Regions from separate parts of the Mus musculus genome. Here all the other regions are linked to region 4. Evidence: chromatin contacts called from public HiChIP or PLAC-seq, Micro-C and promoter capture Hi-C data. All regions are on one chromosome and are shown on one strand. The core of a region is the stretch at or near the end of the contact, and the rest is flanking DNA. Distances in the headings are between cores, read along the strand shown. Region 1 holds the start of 9330020H09Rik (RIKEN cDNA 9330020H09 gene). Region 2 holds the start of Mcrs1 (microspherule protein 1). Region 3 holds the start of Adcy6 (adenylate cyclase 6). Region 4 holds the start of Dhh (desert hedgehog). Region 5 holds the start of Cacnb3 (calcium channel, voltage-dependent, beta 3 subunit).

What was found. Promoter capture Hi-C pulls out the DNA fragments that hold promoters and counts their contacts. Hi-C and Micro-C count contacts between places; a contact is called where the count stands out from the background. HiChIP or PLAC-seq counts read pairs in DNA pulled down with a chosen protein or histone mark.
Region 1: a contact with region 4 is called in an H3K4me3 HiChIP or PLAC-seq map of embryonic stem cells, with 10 read pairs. The contact joins the promoter of 9330020H09Rik here to the promoter of Dhh in region 4. A contact is called at or near these places in 2 of 39 promoter capture datasets (erythroid cells and liver), 4 of 115 datasets of contacts at active chromatin or transcription factors (embryonic midbrain, embryonic stem cells, pancreatic cancer cells and 1 more) and 3 of 9 other capture datasets (adipose tissue, liver and pancreatic islet).
Region 2: a Micro-C map of embryonic stem cells shows a contact between it and region 4, with 2.0 times the contacts expected there. The contact joins the promoter of Mcrs1 here to the promoter of Dhh in region 4. A contact is called at or near these places in 6 of 39 promoter capture datasets (the 3T3-L1 cell line, 3T3-L1-derived adipocytes, cranial neural crest and 2 more), 3 of 484 Hi-C or Micro-C datasets (CD4 T cells and embryonic stem cells), 4 of 115 datasets of contacts at active chromatin or transcription factors (embryonic stem cells, extraembryonic endoderm stem cells, neural progenitor cells and 1 more) and 2 of 9 other capture datasets (adipose tissue and embryonic stem cells).
Region 3: a promoter capture Hi-C map of embryonic stem cells shows a contact between it and region 4. The contact joins the promoter of Adcy6 here to the promoter of Dhh in region 4. A contact is called at or near these places in 7 of 39 promoter capture datasets (the 3T3-L1 cell line, embryonic stem cells, liver and 1 more), 1 of 115 datasets of contacts at active chromatin or transcription factors (extraembryonic endoderm stem cells) and 2 of 9 other capture datasets (adipose tissue and pancreatic islet).
Region 5: a contact with region 4 is called in a Micro-C map of embryonic stem cells, with 3 times the contacts expected there. The contact joins the promoter of Cacnb3 here to the promoter of Dhh in region 4. A contact is called at or near these places in 5 of 484 Hi-C or Micro-C datasets (all in embryonic stem cells), 5 of 115 datasets of contacts at active chromatin or transcription factors (embryonic stem cells and pancreatic cancer cells) and 3 of 9 other capture datasets (embryonic stem cells, liver and pancreatic islet).

What each region holds. Positions count from the first base shown.
Region 1 is chr15:98,565,833-98,570,507 of GRCm38.p6, reverse strand. 9330020H09Rik (RIKEN cDNA 9330020H09 gene) reads right to left here and starts at 3,184. Exons shown (of 2, transcript NR_028442.1): 1 at 2,983-3,184; 2 at 1-2,869. It overlaps Ccnt1 (cyclin T1), which reads left to right and starts at 2,772. Exons shown (of 9, transcript NM_009833.2): 1 at 2,772-3,032. The coding sequence starts at 2,872.
Region 2 is chr15:99,248,956-99,253,411 of GRCm38.p6, reverse strand. It overlaps Mcrs1 (microspherule protein 1), which reads left to right and starts at 1,451. Exons shown (of 15, transcript NM_016766.3): 1 at 1,451-1,550; 2 at 2,830-2,949; 3 at 3,398-3,536; 4 at 3,906-4,044. The coding sequence starts at 2,940. 1700120C14Rik (RIKEN cDNA 1700120C14 gene) reads right to left here and starts at 1,624. Exons shown (of 3, transcript NR_045627.2): 1 at 1,411-1,624.
Region 3 is chr15:98,602,749-98,606,810 of GRCm38.p6, reverse strand. It overlaps Adcy6 (adenylate cyclase 6), which reads left to right and starts at 2,079. Exons shown (of 21, transcript NM_001368413.1): 1 at 2,079-2,937. The coding sequence starts at 2,080.
Region 4 is chr15:98,896,088-98,900,676 of GRCm38.p6, reverse strand. It overlaps Dhh (desert hedgehog), which reads left to right and starts at 2,137. Exons shown (of 3, transcript NM_007857.5): 1 at 2,137-2,707. The coding sequence starts at 2,405.
Region 5 is chr15:98,632,099-98,636,265 of GRCm38.p6, reverse strand. Cacnb3 (calcium channel, voltage-dependent, beta 3 subunit) reads right to left here and starts at 1,499. Exons shown (of 13, transcript NM_007581.3): 1 at 1,053-1,499. The coding sequence starts at 1,097.

The DNA of each region.
Region 1 (4,675 bases), core at 1,935-4,434, 330 kb after region 4:
TTAAAAGTGTGAGCTAACACTGATGGCCTGCAGGCTCATTACCTTTTATTTTTTGTTTTTTCTTTTTTTGCTCATTACCTTTTAAAAAAACTGCTGTCATCCTTTGAGAACTTTGTGCAATGTATTTTGATCATCTGCATCCACCCCCACCTCTTCCATCTCCCCCAGATGCCCTCCATTTTGTCCTTCCTAACTGCATGGCCTCCTTTCCCTATTCAGTGACTCTAGTTAGTGCTGCCTAGCTGCACATGGGTGTGGGGTCATGGGCAACTGGCCAGTGGTCACTTTCCCCTCAGCAGCCATCACCCCTGTCCTGTCCTTGCTGGACTCTTCACTGGCCTGACTGGTGCAGGTAAGCACAGCTGTAGTGAGCTGCTGTGTACGGTAGCCAGGTGGCATTCCCTATCTATCAGCATCCTCCCAAGCCCTCCCCTTTTGAGACAGGGTTTTACCGTGTCTTGGAACTCATGAAGTAGACCAGGCTGGTCCTCAAACTCAGAGATCTGCCTGCCTGCAGGACAGCTAGGGCTGTTACAGTGAAAATCCTATCTCAAAAGGCTTTGAGGGTGTGTGAGATGGCTCGGTTGAGTAAAGGTGTCTGAGTTGAGCCTGATGACCCATGTTTAATCTTTGGTAAACATGGTCCTGTGGTAGAAAGGACGCTCTAGAATTATCCTCTGATGTCTAGCCTTACACTGAGGCATGTGAAAGCTATGTTGTGTATGCACAGCACATGTATATACACTCAAGTTTTTAAATTAAAAAAACTCCCTGAAGAAGGAATCTTGGAGAGGGGAGGCTGGGGAAGACTGGGAGGAGAAACTGCAGTTGGGGTGTATATGAGAGGAAAAAACTGAAAAAAGAGACAGTGACATACATAAAACATGGGAACTTCTTTTTTTATATATATAATTTATTTTTTTTGGAGACAGGATCTCTCTATGTAGTCCTGGCTCTTGTTATGTATCCCAGGTAAATATCCCGCTCAGGTTGGAAAGCTGGAGCGGGGCTGCGACTTAACAGAGGCCTTGAACTTAGAAAATTTCCACATGGTGCTGGTGGTAACTTTCCACATGGTAGAGGCAGTTTTGATTCATCCATGAGCAGATCCTAGGATACTTTTGGGCTTCTAAACTATTTAGCCTTGGGGCACTTGAGGTCGTCAGGGGATAACTGGCTAGAGTCAGTTCTCCTCGATCTATGATGGGGGGGGGGGGTTCTCGGGGATTGAATTCACACCAGAGTTGACAGCAGCCTCTCCTACCTGCTAAGCCACCTCGAGGGGACCCTCATTTATGCAGACACATTTCCCAGAGGACTTCTGGCGAAAAAAATAGACCCCAAATCTTCAAGATTGATTGCCAATCCCCTTGCTAGTGGGTGGATACAGTGGGCTCTTGGTAAACAAAAGATCTAGAGTTTGGGATTGTGTGAACATCAATACCGAGTTCAAGGCAGCGACCGAGGCCCGGGGACAGAGACACCCTGGTGCAGCCAGGAGGCTGAGGCGGACATCGGCCCCAGCTTGCTTTTTACAACCTCACAAAGTGGACCTGGGAGTGAGGCCAGAGCACAAATTATCTCTTGATCTCCTTCTTCTGATAATCCTCCCCAATGCAGGACACAAATTATCTCCTGATCTCCTTCGCTTGATAACCTTTCCCTACGGGGTGGGTTTCCTAGAACTACTGACCTGACGCGCAGGGGAGCTTGCATAACCTTGGGCCCTCCCTGACTGGATGTTTGGAATCTGAGCCTGCAAGCTTATCGCCTTCACTGACAAAGAGAAAAGAATGCAAAAGAAAAAAGGCCTCCAGACCTAAACGATAAACGATCGGTGGTGTCCTTGAGCGTGGCGGGGTGGTGGTGCAAGCCTTTAATCCCAGCACTCGGGCAAAACCCGACGCCCCTCTGAGCTCCAGGGATGACAAAAATAAGAAAGGAAAGAGAGAAAAAGACCCCTTTACCCGGGGCTGGAGAGATGGCTCAGCGGGTAGGGGCACTGACTACTCTTCCAGAGGTCCTGAGTTCAATTCTCAGCAACCACATGGTGTCTCACAACCATCTGTAATGGGATCCGATGCCCAATTCTGTTGTCTAAAGACCACTACAGAGTACTCATATACATAAATGAAGATAAATAAATCTTTAAAAAAAGGCCCCTTTACCCCCCCCCCCCAAACACTCAAACGAAGCTCAGTGGCGTTGATTTTATTCCTTCCAGATGATTGGCCGCAGTGAAACGGGAGGAAAGGCTGCTACAAAATAGGAGAGCGGTTTCCAAACGCGCCGGAGTTCTCCATGCCGGAGCTAAGAACCCAGGAACCTTTTAGTGGCTTTCGCGTTTCTGCACGGGGCAGGGCCACTCACTGTCTCGTCCTTTCTCGGTTTTCTGAGAGTCTCGCCTATTTCCCCTGCCACTTTTTCCGTAAGCCCGGTGTTACAAAGGGGCCTCCATCACGCACGTCCTCGGAAACTACCCAGCCAAGCGCAGCGAGCGTTAACTAGAGGCCCGCCGGTGAGGCCCCCTTACCGCAGTTCTCGCGCGGAAAGACGAGACCTTTAAAGAACGACGTCAGATAGTCCCGCCCACCTGGCGGTCACACGACCGGATCCTGCGTCCCGGCCGCCGGTCCGTTCTTAGCCGCGGACTGGCTGTGGATTCGTCTACGGGGTGTCGGAGGGGTCATTCCGGAAGTCGGCGCTGGAATCTTCGGCTTTCTGGGCGGAAGTGTGTCACAACCTCGGTGGTCGCCCCTTGGAGGAAGTTCGTCACGTCGCAGTAGTCTCGGCACGGCGGATGTGTGTCGCCGCTCCGGTGACGCTGGGAAGTGCTCGCAGCCCCCGCCGCTGCCTCTTGGTTGAAGCACTATGGAGGGAGAGAGGAAGAACAACAACAAGCGGTGGTATTTTACTCGCGAGCAGCTGGAGAACAGCCCGTCGCGTCGCTTTGGCGTGGACTCCGATAAAGAACTCTCTTACCGCCAGCAGGCGGCCAATCTCCTCCAGGACATGGGACAACGTCTGAACGTGTATCCTTTCGGCCTAGGCCATCGGCCTCGGAGTGCGTCCGGCCATGCTTCGACGTCCGGGCCGGCGACGCTGGTGGGGACAGAAGCGGGTGGGGTGGTGGCAGGAGCTGGGCGTCTAAGTTGGGAGAACCCACAATGGCGCTCGCTGGCCGAGCCACTGTTCGCGCGAGGGAAGTGAGGCGGAGTCAATTTCCCGCTCGCTCACCGGTGCCACCGGCCGGGCTGCCGACTCGTACCTCTCCTGTCTTTGTGTTTTCGCTGCTCCTTCCCAGCCCCCGTCCTCTGGATTCTGCCCTGTTTTAGTGGCTTTTGAGAGTCTTCTTTCTGCTGTGACCTAAGGCTCCGTTTAGGACGTTTCGCTATCGACTCTGCCTCCCCAAAGTGTATAAAAAGGGTTTCGGGAAATTCTGTACGCAAAGGACTTATGAAGGTGGTCTGGAATTGCTGCCCCAGTTTTGGTTCCAAGCCCGTTTCTCTCACTAGCTGGCTAACCTGTCAGATTCTCGTTTAAAACAAAATGTCCCAATGTCTGCCACCACGCTTGATATTCAAACGTTCTAGTAGCTGTTTCATGGAATTTAAGAGGAAAAAAAGATGTCAACTTAGGTTTGGGGGGAGGGGATATACAAGTTGGTATGCTTAAAGTAGTTTTCAGAATATTAAGTCCTTGCTTCTTTGGGCACTAGTGATAGTTTATTCATTAGGTTTCAAAATTTAGAGGTAATGTAGTTTAGTGATTTCCCCCCTCCCAGTTTTTCTTATGAAAATACAGTCTTGTGGCAAAACTAATAGTTTTAAAGTTCTTTCCGTTGTCCATATATATATATATTTTTTTTCTTTTTCTTTTTTTTATTTTACTTCCACTTATGTAGCATTTATTTAAGAGTGATGCTGAGGGCTAGGCCTGGTGTCCTGTGCCTTTGATCTGAGCTTTGGAGAAGTAGAAGCAGGCCAGAATTTCCATGTAAGACCCTGTCTCCAAGAAAGAAAAAAAAGTGCAGAGTTTAGGTCTCTAGTGTTTTTAAGTCTGAAGGTTGTATGTTGTATAGGTGTTCTCTTTATTGCCAGTTGTCTCCTATTGAAATCCAGTTTCCCAAGCATTTGGTCAGTGCACGATCAAACCTCTCTGAGTTTCTGTCTGTGTTTACGGCACCTTTTAAATGTGTGTTTAAGCTTGCCGCCATCATATTGTCACTTCTATGCAGACTGTTGCTGAGGTCTGTGGGAATAAGTACTCTTACGTTTTGGGGAGGTTGGAATGGTACCCGTACAAAGGAAGGCAGGGGTTTATTTTCAGTGGATGACTATCAAATGGTTTCAAAGGTTTTATACTTCAGAGGTCATGTAATATTTCCTGAAGGAATCAGAACTAAGCAGGGTGTGGTGGTGCGTACCTTGAATCCCATTGCTCAGGATGGGGAGGTGAGCAGATCTCTACTTCTGATGCCAGCCTGGTCTACACAGCACGTTTTAGGACAGTCAAGGATTCATAGAAAAACCCTGCCTTGAACACTGCCCACCCACCTCCTCACCTCCCCCACGCCCCCCCCCAAAAGAAAGTAGAACTGGAAAACTTAATTATTGAAGTTTAAGAAGGTGAGAGAGAGAAAAGTTCCAAGAGCCTAGTAAGGGAAGGCCTGGTA
Region 2 (4,456 bases), core at 202-2,701, 350 kb before region 4:
TAGATACTAAACCACACTATATTTTGCACAACCCACCAGACTGTGTCCTAGTTTGTTTTTAATTGCTGTGATCAAAACACTGTAACTAAAGGCGACCTGGGAAGCAAAGGGTCTATTTCATCTCATAACTTTCTTTTTTTTTTTTTAAGATTTATTTATTGGTTATATGTAAGTACACTGTAGCTGTCTTCAGACACTCCAGAAGAGGGAGTCAGATCTCGTTATGGATGGTTGTGAGCCACCACGTGGTTGCTGGGATTTGAACTCCAGACCTTTGGAAGAGCAGTCGGGTGCTCTTACCCACTGAGCCATCTCACCAGCCCCTCATCTCATAACTTTCAAGTCACTGTCTATTACCGAGGAAAGTTGGGGCAAGAACCTCAAGGCAGGCACTGCTTAGACCTCCCACATCTATCCAAACAAGAAAACACACCCCAGACTTGCCTACCAACCAGTCTGAAGGAGGCATTTTCTCAACTGAGCGCGAAGATTCTAGCTAGTTTCAAGTTGACAAACCTCTAACAAGCACACTGTATACCAGAAAACTTTGTTTTGGGAGCGATAAAGCAAATACATGCTCGTTAAATAAGTAACAGTATATTATGAAGAGAAGACTTGCAACTTGTCAGGGTCGTCCATTTGACACTTAAGTTCAGGATGTCAGGCACGCTGGGCAAACGCTCTTCCCGGAAGCTCCTCCAGCCAGAGCTGCTCCACTTTTGTGCCCCTCAAAGAAGGCATGAAAGAGCTATTAGAGCCCAGTCTCCCTAGCTTTCCCGGGCATCTCTCACGGCCCCAAAGTCTGGACGTCTCCTGTTCTCTGGGAACTAGTTCTTTCTTTCAAAACAGTTTCCTCAGGGAACACTGTCCTCTGAAAAGGATTCGGTTGGTTTGCTGGCTACCCACGACTGACCCCAGCAGTCTAGATGGAGTTCTTCTGGCGTAAGCAACTGGCGCCGCTCCTTCTAAGGAGTGTTTCCTTAGGAACGCGGCCACCATCCTGCATCTCCCCCTTAGACAGGAATTTTCGGGATCGTACTGTACGCCACAGTTAGAGCAAACTCTCCAACATGTTCCTCCAGTCCTGTGCTTAGCAAAGAGCCTGACCGAATCCCTTATCTGAAAACACTGGCAGATAAAACAATACAAGATTTGGTCCAGAGAGACCTACCAAGGTTAGTGCTAATTACGAATGCACGGCGGCCCCGCCCCTCCCAGCGTCGCCTGGGCGGGGTCTCAGCACAAGCCCCGCCCTCCCGCTGCGTTTTCCAACACGGAAACCTCCGCGGTTCCTATAATTAACACTGCCTGGTGCCTCCCTAAGCGCTTCTGCCAACCGGGAAAGCTGTATTTCCGGCTCCCCGCAAAATGGTTTCCACTAAGGCGCACGGCCACGCCCCTTCCACTTACGGGTCCAGGACGAACCGGAAGAGATCGTCCAACCCTTCGTTCGCAACCCGGAAGTAGATGTGTCTCACGGAAGCCGGCTTTGGCCCTGCGGCTCCTGCCGTCGCCGCGGAGAAATTGTTGGAGCTGGCAGCCTAGGAATGGTGAGACCCCGCGACTCGTCTCCTAGTGTTCTGAGTAGACCTGGAGGGTGAAGTGGAGTTTCCCAACGTGCCTCGGGGCACAACCCCACAACAAGATTTGGGGCCCCGCCCCGGTATCGCCCCGAAAAATCTGCGCATGCGTAAGTCCGATCAGGCCAGGCTCTGGCCTGCGGTGTTACGCATGCGCACAGGTGGCATGCTTGAGGTGGGATGAGAATTGTCTGGGAGTTGGTCCTGGTTCGCTACCACCGGCCTGTGGGCCTCAGAGCCAGATGGCGAGATCGATGCAGTAGTATGGAGCCGAAGAGTTGACTAAATTACCACTGCTCCCCAGAGTCCCTGAAACAGACCTGCACTGATCCCTCACCTTGGGGGTGCCCTGTCGGGAGGAGGGAAGGGAAGGAGGGCAAGCACTTTGCCTTAGTTGCTCGTGGGACTGGACACCTGCACCCCCCTTCTGTGGTACCCACGGAGCTGGTCGTGGAGCGTCCTTAAAGGCAGAGCCAGAACTTTGCTCTACGAGACGCCGGAGTCAGGAGGGGCGGGGCTGCCAAAGCGCTGGGTATTCATACAGTTCCCAAACCACGTTTGAATCGTCCGAAGGAACCACCCGCTTTAGTAAAAGCTGCAAATGGAAGGGAAAGCAAAAGGGTAGCGAGATAGTGGGATTCCATCTACCTTCCCAGGCTGTGGCCTGGGGGCAGGCTGGTGCTGCTGATTTGAGTAGACAGGCAAAGGAAAACAAATGAGTCAGGAATCCCTTGACCCTTTCTGGTTAACGTTCCAAATGCTTAATTTAGGATTCACTGGTAAAATTAAGAGAGATCTCTGAGCCTAATACGTTTTTTCCCACATCTTTTTATCATTCACACAAAGGCCTCAGTGACTCCCACATAGCTACTTATATTTTTTGTTTTTATTGTTTGGAGCAGAGGCTCACCATTATATAGATAGCCCTGGCTTGCTCTGTAGACGAGGCTGGCCTTAAAGTCAACAGAGATCCACCTGCCTCTACCTCTACCTCTACCTCTACCTCTACCTCTACCTCTACCTCTACCTCTACCTCTACCTCCGCCTCCACATGCTGGGATTAACTGTCAGAGCCATCAGACCAGGTAATAGCTACTAATGGTTAGGTGCAATTGAGAGTAGAGCTCTTTTGCCTCTTCCCACTACCTCAGACAGGGTGCACGAGTGCACGAGGATAAGGGATTGGTCAGTCAGTAGGTTTGGCCTGTTGGAAACCCGAGCCTGAGGGAGCCTTACCTCTCCTTCCCAGACTCTCTTCTCAGCATCCAAGCTCGCTTGGTCAGAACCCTTGGATGAGCCTGTGGGACCCTTCCTCCTAGCCCTGTGGTTTGGAGCCGGAGGCTTTGGGACTGTGAGAGGATGGACAAAGGTAGTGTGAGGCCCGGCCATCTCCCCAAGCTCTCGGGCGCCAGGCAGCCTCTGACTCTACCCCTTGCCTTGCACGAGTGTCTCTCGGTCTTGGCCCGGCAATGCCACCTACCACCCCCCTCCCCTGGGCCAGCACCACCCATGTGCCTCTCGGCAGAGCCACAATTGCCTCAGTTGCTGTGGAGCTTCTGCTCTTTGGCACAATGCATTTTGATAGCCAAGGGAGCAGTTATGCTCAGAGCCCACCCCGTGTGTCGGCCTCATCAGCCTGACCTGAGCACCTGTGCTGCACCCCATGACCCGTGGCACCAGGAGGTCTGAGCCCGGATGGGATCTGGATGGCCAAGGAGGAATGCCTGCCTCAAAGACCAAGCCTCAGGGAGGCCGGGCAAGGGCTGAGGGGCTGACACAAGGGTCCGTGCACAGAGGTCACCCTTTCTCTTTCCTAGATTCTCAGGGGCTGCTAGACTCGTCCCTGATGGCGTCAGGCACAGCCAGCCGCTCCGAGGATGAGGAGTCACTGGCAGGGCAGAAGCGAGCATCCTCCCAGGCCCTGGGCACTATCCCCAAACGCAGAAGCTCCTCCAGGTAGCCTGGGCTCAGAGCGCCTGGAAGGGGAGGCATGTGGGGCTAGGCACGCCCTTGCTAGCCTTGGTTTGAAATGGCCTTCTGAGCCTGCCTGGGTTCTGAGCCTGCCTGGGGTCCAAGCAAAGCCTTGTGCTTTTCCTTTACCTCCTCTGCCGGTGTGTCCGGATGGCACCGAGGATGGAGAGTGAGGGGTTCCATCTCTGTTGAAAGGTTGCCTGTTACCTCAGAGGACTAGAACTTGGCTTTTCCATGTCCACTGAGCCAGACACTGCTGGAAAGTGAAGGCAGTTAGTTCCCAAGGGGAGCCTGCACCTTGGAAGCCGTGCGTGGGTGTGGTACCAGTAGTTAACCCTGCAGGACCTTCCACAGGTTCATCAAAAGGAAGAAATTCGATGATGAACTGGTAGAGAGCAGCCTGGCCAAATCCTCCACCCGGGTGAAGGGGGCCGGCGGGGTGGAGTCAGGCCGCTGCTCAGGGAGCGAGCCCTCCTCTAGTGAGAAGAAGAAGGTAAGGGGCTGGGCAGCTGGGTGAGGCCTGCCAGGGACTGCACTGCCCAGCCCCCATCCCAGACCCCTCCGTCCTGTCTCTCCTGCTCCCTCCCTTGCTGCGTCCCTCGCCAGTGCATCCTGGATCGCATTCCGTGTGGGAGGCAGGGAGCTCGTATCTATTCTGGGAGCAGACAGCTTGTTCCCAGCATTGCAGGGTGTAAAAATAACCCCCAGGTGGCATTGCTCTGGCCCCAGACAGTGCAGCAGCAAGAGTAGTTTCCTGGCATCCCCCCACCTGCCCTCCTTTCTGGGGCTGAGGGCGCCACAAGCAGAGAGAGGACCCCACCCAGTCAAGAAAGATACACAAGGACTTGGGCGGGGGTGGGCATTAGAAAGCTCCGCTCTCAGCTTGGCTCCCTGGTGTTGTCAGA
Region 3 (4,062 bases), core at 830-3,329, 290 kb after region 4:
GTGGTAAGGTGATTGTCATGGTGTCATCCACCCAGTCCAAGGCGTGTTCTTTCTGAAAATGTAGGATCTTAGTCCGATTTAGTTGTCCGGTGTCTTTACGACCAGGGTGAAACATGGAAAACTGCTCTGGATGTCAGCTCTCCGTTTTTTGTTTGTTTGTTTGTTTGTTTTTGTTTTTCTCTTTCAAATCTGCCCTGGGAGGCCGTAGGACAAGCTTCACGGGCCTTTGGTGAAGAAGACATGAAATTAGGCATGTGAAAAGATATTGGAAGTTTACGACAGAGAGAAAATATAATATAGCTAGTGGCCGGCCATCCATCCGCTCAGCAAACGTTGAGGAGCAGCGGGCACCACAGGACACAACCAAACACCCAAATCTTTGGCTCTCCCAAGTTGGCACGGCTGTTAGGAGTGCCGACGAGCAAATAAGAAAAAGGAAAATTATAGAACGGCAGTTGCTGATAAGAGCTGCGGGGAGAGAGAAAAATTATAAAGCTGGGGAGGGAGATACGGAGCCCCAGGAAAGGGAGTTGCTATTTTAAAAGGCTGTGAGAGAGCAGAGCTGATAAGGGACTTGGGCTGTGACCTAAAGGAGCTCCTATTCCAGTTGGGAACAGCAAGTACCAGGGTACCAGCCTGGGCAGAGCCTGGCATACTGGGGAACAGCAGACAGGCTGGTGTGACAGGTGTGATGAGGAAGACACGGGACCTGGACTGTCAGAATTAGCTGGGTTATTAGTTATTCCATGTGGACTGCTCTAAAGCATTCATGTTCTTTCTCCTTGTCGGCTCTCCACCCAGCTCTTTGTGATACTAAGTGTGGAACCCAACGCCTTGTGTGTTCTAAACAGGCATTCTACCACTGAGCCGCACTCCCCTCCCTCCTTTCCTCCTTATTGTTTGCTCCTACGTTTATTGAGCACCTACTGTTAGCCCCAATAGCTCTGGAGATGAAGTGCTGACAAAAATAGGTATAGTTTCTACATGCACAAAGCTTGTAGTCCCCGGGACGGAGGCGTACGTTAAACGAGAAATGATTTAATTATAATGGCAATAAGTACTGTGGAGGAGATGAACAGAGGTTAAACTGGACCAAACGTAGTCTTAGGGGTGGGGCTGGGAAATTTTCCGTGAGGAAGTAACGTTTAAACTGTGACCTGTGGGAGAAATTGAATTTAGTTTGCTGAAGAGTGTGTGTGTGTGTGTGTGTGTGTGTGTGAGAGAGAGAGAGAGAGAGAGAGAGGGGGGAAGGAGGGAAGGAAGGAAGGAAGGATATGGAAAGAATCCCTTTTGTGTAGAGGTCAACGATCAACAGTTCACAGCAGAACATATTCTGTTGACAAGATGTATTAGGCTTGTGTGTAGTTTGTTTTTGTTTTGTTTTCTTTTCTGAGACAGGGTTTCTCTGTGTAGCCCTGGCTGCCCTGCAACTCACTTTGTAGACCAGGCTGGCCTCGAACTCAGAAATCTGCCTGCCTCTGCCTCCCGAGTGCTGGGATTAAAGGCGTGTGCCACCACACCCAGCTCAATTTTTTAAAATATGCTTTTATGTGCATTGGTGTTTTGCTTTCATGCATGTTTGCATGAGAAAGTCAAAGCCCCTGGAGCTGGAGCCATAAACAGTTGTAAGATCTGCTTTGTGGGTGCTAGGAATTGAACCAGAGTCCTTCAGAAGTATGGGGAGTGCTCTTAAAAACTTAGCTCTCAGATCCTTTACTTATATGGTTGCTGGGTCTTTTCCATGTGTCTGTGTTCCTTACCTTTGAGTGGGGGTGCAGCTGCCTCTCCTGGGGCAGTTTTATCAAGACGGTGGGAATGGGAACTGGTGAGATGGCTCCTCAGTTAAGAGCACTGACTGCTCTTCCGGAGGTCATGGGTTCAAGTCCCAGCAACCACATGGTGGCTCACAACCATCCACAACGAGAAGCAAGCAAGCAGGGCTGGAGCAAGAGGGAGAAGGGGGGGAAGATGGTGGGAATGAAGACCAGAGTTGTAGGAAGCGCTCAGGTCACAGGCTACTATGGTGGCTGTGGCCACGCAGTGGTATTAATACCATTCCCTGTCTCTCCTCCCAGCAGCATGTCATGGTTTAGTGGCCTCCTGGTTCCCAAAGTGGATGAACGGAAAACAGCTTGGGGGGAACGCAATGGGCAGAAGCGCCCACGCCACGCGAATCGAGCCAGTGGCTTCTGCGCACCTCGCTACATGAGCTGCCTCAAGAATGCGGAGCCACCCAGCCCCACTCCTGCAGCTCACACTCGGTGCCCCTGGCAGGATGAAGCCTTCATCAGGAGGGCGGGCCCGGGCAGGGGTGTGGAGCTGGGGCTGCGGTCAGTGGCCTTGGGGTTTGACGACACTGAGGTGACCACACCGATGGGCACAGCTGAAGTGGCACCGGATACATCGCCTCGGAGCGGTCCGTCCTGCTGGCACCGGCTTGTGCAGGTGTTCCAGTCTAAGCAGTTCCGCTCTGCCAAGCTGGAGCGGCTGTACCAGCGGTACTTCTTCCAGATGAACCAGAGCAGCCTCACGCTGCTCATGGCGGTGCTGGTGCTGCTCATGGCTGTACTGTTGACTTTCCACGCTGCGCCTGCCCAGCCTCAGCCTGCTTACGTGGCCCTGCTGACCTGTGCCTCTGTCCTTTTTGTGGTACTCATGGTGGTGTGTAACCGACACAGCTTCCGCCAGGACTCCATGTGGGTGGTGAGCTATGTGGTCCTGGGCATCCTAGCAGCCGTGCAAGTCGGGGGTGCCCTGGCAGCCAATCCACACAGCCCCTCGGCGGGCCTTTGGTGCCCCGTGTTCTTCGTCTACATCACCTACACTCTTCTTCCCATTCGCATGCGAGCCGCAGTACTCAGCGGCCTGGGCCTCTCTACTCTGCATTTGATTTTGGCCTGGCAGCTCAACAGCAGCGACCCCTTCCTTTGGAAGCAGGTAGGTGTGACAGAGTGAGGGTGGGAAAGAGAACTTGCTGATGGAGGGACACAGTATCGATATAGCCATGTCTAGATCGATCAGGCCAAGCTTCACGGGCTAGCCTCTGCTTGGGACTTGTATCAGTGAGCATTGACGAGGAACAGGTCTGTAGTGTGTCACCACAGGCCAGTCTTCAGCTCTTTGGCTTAGGTCAGTAGACATGCCATGTGCAGGTCTCCCTGACCTCTTGGTAACCTCTGAGACTCAAGCCCTGTTGTTACTCCTACGAAGAAGCAGCTGTAGGTAGTTTTGCAAAGCTTCCATAAGCAAGGCCTTTCTGCTCCTTGCCAGAAGCTGTGGCCTGTAGCCCACCATGGCCTCAAAAACAAAGAGAAAGTTGCTTGGGGCTCCTGGGGTGAGGAGCTGGGTACTTGGGCTTCATGCCCTTCCCTGCTTGGAACAGTACATACCTTTTTAACAGTAACTTTATAGCTAGTTTGTTGTGGAGCAGAGTCCCCGCAGGGCACTGTCAGACCTCTTAAAGGGACAGACCCTTCTGTGCTAGCTAGGCCCTAGGTTCTCTTCTTGGTTGCCTGAGAAGTGGGGGTTTGGGGTGAACTGCTCTTCTGGGGGAGAAGATGCTCAGGAGTGATGTGGTATCCCCCCCCCCAACTCCGTCAGACTTGCCAGAAGGTGGGTGTGTGACTCTTCTCTGCTCTCAGCTGGCCTGGCGCCCAGGGCCCAGCCCTGTGCCTGATAGATGGGGGAGGTTGGGTCTGGGAGGCCGGAACTGCCAGCCTCCTACCTCACCAAGGTGCCTGGCTTCAGTTCCACCCCATGGGGTCCCCACATTCCTGGGATAGTAGAGAAAACTCTGCTTCTCTGCCCATCTGCAGTGTCTCAGAACTGAGAACCACTTCAGGTGCCCAGTGGGGCCTGTGAGTGTTTCTGCATGGAGTAGGGGCTTGTAGCCTCCTTGGGCAATCCCTTCCCAGGTCCAGCCCCACTTGTGTCCGAAGGAAGAACTTTTTTTCTGATGCACTCACTGAGACGCCCCGAGCAGTGACTAGGCTGGGGTGGCCTCCAGAGCCTTGGCATCCATTTTTTTTTCTCACGGTAGATAGGAATGAGTGTGGTTATTTC
Region 4 (4,589 bases), core at 888-3,387:
AACTGGAGTTGTGGATGGTTGTGAACCGCCATATGCAAGAGCTGGGAACAGAACCTGGTGTCTCCAGGAAGAGCAGCCAGTGCTTGTGATGGCTGAGCCATCTCTCCAGTCTCCTTCCTGATGATCTTGTCCTGACTTCCCTTCATGAATGGACTGTGATTGGAACATGTGAGCTGAAATCCTTTTCTCCCCAAGTGGCCTCTGGTTCTCATGTTCTCCACTACATTCTCCTGTAACTGAATGGGTTAAGTGTCTCTGTGATGAGGCCTGAGGGATTTAAAATAGATTCCATGGCCCAGAGGGGGAGGAGGTAGGCAACGGAAGGAGAAGAGAGCCATCCTCCACAGACCAGGACGTTAGGTGTCCACAGCCCTTTGGCAGCTTCCAAATGACAACTTACTCAGAAGATGATGTGCTGGGTGAAGAACATGCCTGAAAGCCCAGGACTCAGCACAGCAAGAATGAGCCCAGCTTGGCTGTGTGCGAACATCTCAATCAAAGGGAAATGGGGATGTTGCTCAGTGCATAAAGATCAGTTGTGTGCTTGCCGGGCATGTCTGAATCCTGGCTTTTTATTTTATTTTTAATTAACTTATATACTTGTTTTGTTTTTTGTTTTTACTTTTGTTCTGTTTTGTTGATGTCTCTCTGTGTCTGTCGCCTTGGCAGTCCTGGAACTCACTTTGTAGACCAGGCTAGCCTTCAACTCACAAGAGATCTGCCTGTCCCTGCTCCCCAAGGGCTGAAATTAACACCCCACCCCACCCCTAACGTTTATTTTATTTGTTTTTTTGTTTTGTTTTGTTTTGTTTTTGTTTTTGTTTTTTTCGAGACAGGGTTTCTCTGTGTGTAGCCCTGGCTGTCCTGGCACTCACTTTGTAGACCAAGCTGGCCTCGAACTCAGAAATCCACCTGCCTCTGCCTCCCGAGTGCTGGGATTAAAGGCATGCGCCACCACGCCAGGCTACGTTTTATTTTATAAGTATGGGTATTTTGCTTGTACCAATTGTATGCCTGTTGCCCGAGGAGACCAGAAGACAGCATTGGACCCCCTCCCCATCGGATGTGGAGTTACAGAAAGAAGGGAGTTAGCCATTGTGTGGGTGCTATGAATCTAACTCAGGTCCTCTGGAAAAGCAGTCAGTGCTCTTAACTGCTGAGCCCTGAAGGCCCTGGTTCTGATCCGAGCACCACACAAACCTGGTGTGGTAGTGCATGGCTAATTTCAGTGCTGGGAAGCTAGAGGCCAAAGGAGAAAACATTCGCTGTCAGCCTGCTCTGTGAAGTGAGTTTGAGACCAAGCCTGAACTACATACAGTAAAGTCTGTCAAAAGAAGGAGAGGAGGGATAAAAAGTGGGTATCTGGCAACCATTTGAGAGGACATAAAACTTGGAAAGTCCTGGCCTGGCAAGGTAGATCAGCAGGTAAAAGCACTTGCCACACAAGCCTGGTCAACCGGAGCTCAATCCCTAGAGCCCGCTGAGGAAGGAGAAGGTGGACTCCCAAAAGCCCTCTGACCTCCACAGGTGTGCTATGGCATGTGCTGGCAGAGACAGACACAGTAGGGTTTTTTTTTGTTTTGTTTTGTTTTGTTTTTGTTTTTTTTTTTAATGTCTCAAACTGGATTGTGTCAGGCTCTGTTCCCAAGAAGATATAAAACCACCAAGGAAAATGATCCTCTGGGATCTCTGCTTGGTTATGGATGAGTGTTGAGAGAAATCGGGGAGACTTGAGGAGGAGCACGGAGATGGGAGGCTTTGATGGCTTGCCCAAAGGGCTTGGATGGCCTTGGAACTCAGACTTCCCGGAGGACAGCAGAGGGCATGGCGTGCCAGGGTAGACTTTAGGAAAGCAAAGACTAGTGCCCAGGAAGATAGTTTGGTGCCTAATTTAGACTCGGAGGTAGAAGGATGCTTATCCAGGCAGCCAGGACTCTAAAGCTTCAGGGATTTCCTAAGCAGGTGCCTGCATGGTTTCCAGGATGGGACACACTTCAGTGGAGTAATGGAACAGTGGTGTCCAGTTGTGACTGCTAGATCCCCCGCCCGGGTGGGAGGGGGCGGGACAGCCCTGAGAGAAGGGCGGGGGGCGGGGCCCGGGACCACTTAAGGCGGAGTCAGGGCGTTTCTGGGAGCACGGGAGCCGGGCAGCAGAGACTGGCTGGGCTGGCACTCACCCTCGACCCACCTGCTCTGTAAATGGTAGTCTATCAGTAGTAGGTTCCAGGTTCCCCAGGGCATGTAGGCAGAGTTAGCGGCTGCCAAGTGTTCAGAGCCACAGCGCTCCAGGTACTCTGGGACCTTCTCTATCTGCGGTGCTCTTTAGCTCCTGCGGAGATGCCCAATTGACAGGAGAGCCAGTGAGGACAAGAACGCTCCCTTCCGACCCAAGTCCACGGCACCCATGGCTCTGCCGGCCAGTCTGTTGCCCCTGTGCTGCTTGGCACTCTTGGCACTATCTGCCCAGAGCTGCGGGCCGGGCCGAGGACCGGTTGGCCGGCGGCGTTATGTGCGCAAGCAACTTGTGCCTCTGCTATACAAGCAGTTTGTGCCCAGTATGCCCGAGCGGACCCTGGGCGCGAGTGGGCCAGCGGAGGGGAGGGTAACAAGGGGGTCGGAGCGCTTCCGGGACCTCGTACCCAACTACAACCCCGACATAATCTTCAAGGATGAGGAGAACAGCGGCGCAGACCGCCTGATGACAGAGGTAAGGAGAGTTTCTCCCCACCTGCTCTACCACACCACCAGCTCCTCAATTTTCCTACAACAACCCTGGAGGATGAACTGTTCCTTCATCCCCAGAGACCCTAAACTAAAATAAAATAAAGTGAGATCTCCTTCATCACACCCTTCAGGAAAGCAAATAACCTGGTGGCTGGATAGTGGTTCGGAGGTATCCAAATGGGGAGAGAGTCTGCGATGGGGAGGGGGAGGAGGAACTGCCCAGTGAGAGTGAATCTGGGAGAGGCTGGAGCGAGGGCGGGGAAAGGAGGATGGCGGCAGGCGAGACGGGAAATGGCTGAGGCGTGGACCGGGGGTCAGTCACCGAGCCAGGCAGGAAGGGCTGGGGTGAGCTGGGGGCCAGGAGCTGGCTATGATAGGTAGACTGCATAAGGCTTTACACTTAGCCTGGCTCTTGGCCTGATGTCCAAAAGCTCTGTGAGCCAAAAGAAGGGGGCTGGAAAAGAGATGGGCAAGAGTCAGGTTACCAGACCAGACCATCTACCTGGGGATGGGGTGGCCATTGTCCTTGGCACGGGAAAGGTAGCCTATACTAGGGTCTAAACAACAGACTTTGGGGTGGGGGTGACCAAAAAACAGTCCTCAGAACAGACAGACACACCTGAGAATCAAGGGTTTCTGGGCCATCTAAACTCACCTTAGCTTGAGGACTCTGCTTTGAATATCAGCTAGCATTCTGGGGTACATGCTACAGAGGGGCACTGAACCAAGCCGACTCAGTGGGCCATGGCTTGGAAGGGAAGGGCCCAGAGCCCCTATGGCCAGTGCTGTAGAGTGTCTGACAGGAAACTCAGAAGACGTGTTTCTCCATCCCACCCCACCCCTCATTTTATATCTGAGAGCTGGGCTGCAGGAGAGGAAAAGCAACTTAATCAAAGCCTCACAGCCAAATTGTAGCATTGCTGAGAGCAGGTTCAGGACTCCTGGTTCTCAGTCCTATCTACTTTCCATTACACCACCTAATTGTGTGTGCAAGGGGCAGGCAGGGTAGTGTGTGTGTGTGTGTGTGTGTGTGTGGTGTACGGATTTCCTCTGACTAACTGCATAGTTTTCCAGGTTATGTGGTTAGGAAAACCTGTACAGGGGAGAAAGAATTTCTTTCCTCTCCCTTCCTTTTCTCTCTCTCTCTCTCTCTCTCTCTCTCTCTCTCTCTCTCTCTCTCTCTCTCTCTTCTTTCCTTACTTATCTATTGAGACACTACATAGCCCTGACAGATCTAAAATTTGCTAGGTAGCACTCATAGAAATCCTCCTGCCTCTACCTCCTGATTGCTGGGATGGAAGGTGAGAACCAATTACTCCGAGCCAAGAATCCCCTCTTGTCCCAGTGATGAAGCCATCCTCTTTCCAGTAAACTGGGAAGGCCCTTCCCTTCCTCACCTTGGCCCTGGGACATTACAGTCCTTGCCTCTGGCTGAAACCTGCAGTAGAGGGATAGAACAAGCGACAGGCTTAGGAGGCCTCCAGGGGCCTGGGAAACCCCCCTAACACACACACCCAGTCCTGCTTATCTCCCACACCCTGACTGCAAAAGGACTCCATTGAGTTGGCTCTGTACTGGGCTACTGCCCCCGCAGGTCAGGGCCTTCTTAGGGGACAAAACGACACAAAGTTAGAAAGAGCTACCACTTGTCCAGTGCCTCTGCAGAGGTGAAGTTGACTAGAAAGAAGGGTAGGGGGCAAATGTCCCTCTAGCAAACACTTCCAGTCCAAGTTCGAGGTGAGAGACAAAGAAAAAAGTTGTTCTCGGCCGGTCCTCCTGCGCTCCTGCTCCTGCCTTGTCCCCGGCTCTGGCGCGCCAAGGTCTCCAACTCCCAGACCGGAGCAGCCAAGATAACTGTGGCCTCC
Region 5 (4,167 bases), core at 250-2,749, 260 kb after region 4:
ATTGGGTCCTGAAGGAGCCTGGTCCCAGAATCAACTGACTGACACATGCCTGCTCTGAGGCTCACCACTCCTCTTTCCTGGGCCGGAGATAAAAGGCTCGATTTAATCCTGTCAGGGGACCCTTTCAAGCCCTGTTAGTGGTCCTTTCCCATATCGAGTGGGATGTCTAAGGGGAGACTGGTGACTCCATGAGGCTCTGACACTGACCCCCCCCCCCAACTCTTGTCCCATCTTTCCAGGCAGTCTTTCTGCTCTCTGAGCTCCGGGAATCACTGTCTAATGAGCTGATTTGTCTCAGTGGGTCAGGAGATAAAAGCAAAGAGAAGAATTAAATATTTATTGGTTGCCTGGTTCTCGGAGCAAAGAGCTTCCTTCCCATCCCCATGCCCCTGAGCTCCCCTGGCCTCACCTCCAGGCCCTCCTCTGCAGGGGGCTAGACTGAACACAGTCTGATGGCCCACCCCTGTGGTTGGTGGCCTTTCCAAGAAGCTGAGCTAGAGGCAGTGGTGAGTGAGAGCAGTCAAGGCCATGCGCAGGGGGGGTGGGCAGAGAGGAAAAAGAGACCAAGTTCTAGAATTCCTGTCTGCAGAGGCTGGTACGCGAGTCGCTAATGTTCTTCCAGCTCCCTAATTTGTCATTTACTTGAGGCACAAGTCCGGAGTGTCTCCCCCGGAGCTCAGCTTTCCCTGTTGTGTTCAGACCCCATGAACCCAGGATACGGAACTCCAAATGTTCCATGTTCGCTCTAAAAACCTCGGTGTCGGGGCCTTCTGTCCTCCCCTCCTCAGCCTCCTATGTCCTGAGCTTTGGGGCCACCTGCTCGAGCCTTCCCCCTACAGCGTCCCTGTGCACACACCGGAGTACCTGGGATACCTGGCTATGAGAGACCATCTTCCCACTTTCCTAGAGAGCCCCCCGCCGGCTTACGCGCGCTGCCCCGCTCGCTGCCAAGGCGTTTTTCAAAGTGCAGAACTGGGGGAAGGGTTGAAGAGAGAGAGGTGTCATCCCAACTCCCCCACCCCCACCCCCCACCCTCCCCCGCGGGCACTCACCGCCTCCGAGTCCTCAAACCCGGGCACGTAGGAGTCGTCATACATGGGGGAGTCCGGGGTGGGTGGGGGGAGCGAGCGGCGCCGGGGGCGAGGACGGCGGGCCGCGCCCGAGATGCCACCGAGCCGCGCAGCCCTGCGGGCGGCGGCGGCGGAGAGCGCGAGCGCGAAGGAAGGAGCGAGCCGCGAAGACCAGCTGCTCGCAGCTCAGATCACCGCTCCCCTCCCCACCCCCCAGCCCAGCCGGTCCCACCCCGAGCGCGCCAGCGCGGCTGAGGAATCTGCCGCCGGCTCCCACAACAATAGTGCCCGCCCACCTGACCCCCTCCCGGGAAGACGCGGGCGGCGGGGGCGCGGCAGCCAGGGGGGACCCGCCGGGGCCGCGGAACCGGGCGCACGCGAGTCGGGAAGGTGGGTCCCCGGCACCTCCGGGGCCGGGGCGGCGGGGAAGAAGGGCGGAGAGGCTGCAGGCGGGGCGGATCCCGGCGGGGAGGAGGCGGGGCGAGGAGAGATGCAGAGACAGGGACTCTCGCAACCCAGGAACTGCTCCGCCGGGAAACAAAGGGCTGGCGCGGGGGAGGGGAAGGGGAGAGACGCCGCAACCAGACGCGAGCCCGGTGGAGAATCGAGAGGGTGCGGGCGGCGGGGAGGATGGCTGGAGAGAGAGGAGGACTGGAGGCAGGGAGAACGCGGAGACAGGAAAATGGAGATCTAAAGGAGGACGGACAGCAGATGGGGAAGAGGTCTCAGGTGATCCGGCAATGTCAGCTCTCTGCAAGTCCTGGAGACACCCAAAGCAAACCCCGCAGTGGTACTAGGGAGAAATGGTTTTGAGCTCCCAGACCCGTGCCATGAAAGCAGCTCCTGCCCCAACAGGTGCCCGGCCCTCTCCGTTCCGGGCTGCGGTAAAGGGCCGACCCTTAAGAAGGGGGAAGTTCGGGGACGGTGGCTAGGCCTCCCCACACCTGTTGCACGGGCAGATTTTATCCAAGTTAAGCCGGGATGGAGATTCTCTTCTTCACTTCCCTGCCAAGGATTGTGCCAGACATTGCCAAAGCATCCGCGGGAACTGGGGCAGAAAGGGGCTGTTTTAGGTGAGCTTAAAGGGTGGAGCAAAGGTGCGATCCTGACGCTGAGGTTGGGAAGGAAGAAGGGTAAAGCCTACCGCTTTGCAAAAGACCAGAATTACGTACGGTGTGCAGGATGCTGGTTCTAATCATCCAGCACCAGTCAGCGCCCTCCACCCCCACCCCGCCATTCGAGGAAAGAGTCGCAATCTCTGAAGAGATCTTCTAAAAGCTGTCATCATTTGAGCTCGCTCCCTTTTTACATCCCTCCCCCCCCCCCCCCGACCAAAATTTTCCTTTTGCATTTTAACCTCCTGCTTGGGCATCCCAAGAGGATGTGAGGCAGACACCAGCCGTGCTTGGTGTCTCGCTTTCTCAACTCAGCCCTTTGCCACTTCTAGCTCCTGAAACCCCGGAGGGTGTAAGTTCAGGACACTTGCCCACCCTTCCGGTTACAATTGGGAAGGGTTCAAGAGATCTATAGAAGGTTCTGTGCGGTAGAAAGGAGAGGAAGACCACCCACCCAAGCCAACTGGCTTCCCACCTATATCTTATCTTCCTGTTCCCTCGGTAAGAAAAAGATGGGGGGGGGGGCTCATCTAATGACACCCTAGTCTGTCTCCTGACTGAAGGACCGGCAGGCAACTTTATTGGAGCCCTTGTGTCTGAGGGCACCAGCTGCAACTGGGGGAGGCAGCTTCCACTGCTCCAACCCAGTGTGTTTGAGGGTTAGTTCGATATCTTCTGTGTCCCCAAGTACTGCCTTGTCCTGTACCATCCTTTTCCTTTGTCTCCTTAGTCCCCTCTCTCCTCCCAGAGGGTGGAGAAGTGTCAAAGAGTAAGACCCTTCTGGCTCTCTTCTCCTGGAAGAGGGTCCCGTCTGGAATCTCCTCCCCTGGCCTCTCTAATTTTGGGACTGTCCACCCACCCATGGGGATCCCTGGACTGTTAGGCAGCAGATTTGCTATCAGCCTCACGGGGACCTTGTTGTCCTCATCCCCAGCTGGGACAATGGTGTCTAAGTCGGCCTCTGAGAAATTCGTTGCCATGCCAACCACCTCCTCCTGGAGATGGGTTCCAGTTCCTCATACCTACAGGCATCCCCTGGGTCCTGCAGGCACTTGATCTCCCCTCTCTCCTCCTATACCTCTGAGCTGCCACAGAATGTCCACTTCCTTTCTCACTAGAGCCACACCTGCCTATGCCAGTTCTCCTGCTAATCCAGCTGTGGAAGCAAGATCAAAGAGGAAAGCCTTAAAAGACCAGGTGTGGAAGCGGAGAACCTCTAGAAAACTAACTGGGCAGCAAGTGGGGAAACTGAGGCAGGAACTGGGAGTTCTACTCCAGGTGGAGGCCCCTCACATTCCAGCTATTAGGTTGCCCCCTCCCCGGGAACTCAGAGAGGGTCACTGAGGGAGCCTGGCACGGCCCTCCTTTCAATAGCGCCCCTTCCTCAGCTCCCCAGTCAGACCTCTCTGCATGTTTTGCAGGAGGCGCCAGTTCCAGCCTTCCCTTCCTCTATTATCCAGAGCTCTCAACTCCTGTTTTCGCTCCCGCCCCATGCTGCAGTTTCCCCCAAATGCGGGAGCTTTTCTCCCACCCTTCTTGGGAGGGGGCCCCGGAGGTTACCTCGTTCAGCAGGAAGGTTGCACTGGAGTCAGAAAAAGACATAGACCGGGTTAGCGGCCTCTCTCCCTCCCCCGGGCCAGGGGCTCCGAGGCGGGAGCGGGACCCAGCCGCGTCTCTCTGCACACCGCTCCAGCCTGCACGCCTGGCCTCGCCCCACGCCCGCCCAGCTCCAGCCGCCTGCTCCCTCTCCTCGCTCCTGGTTCCACCCCTTTCCCTCCTCCTCCCTCCTCCCTTCCTTTCTAGCCTCCTCCTTCTGTTTCTCCCGCACTTCCCTCGTCTTTCAGTCTAGTGTGTCTCCACTTCAGTCTTGCCTTGCTACCTCCCCAGTTCCCTATTCATCTGGTGTCTCTCACTGTCCTTCCAATCCCCACCCCTCTTTCCCACCCAGCCTTACCCCTTCTCTCCCCCTCCCTCAGATCTCC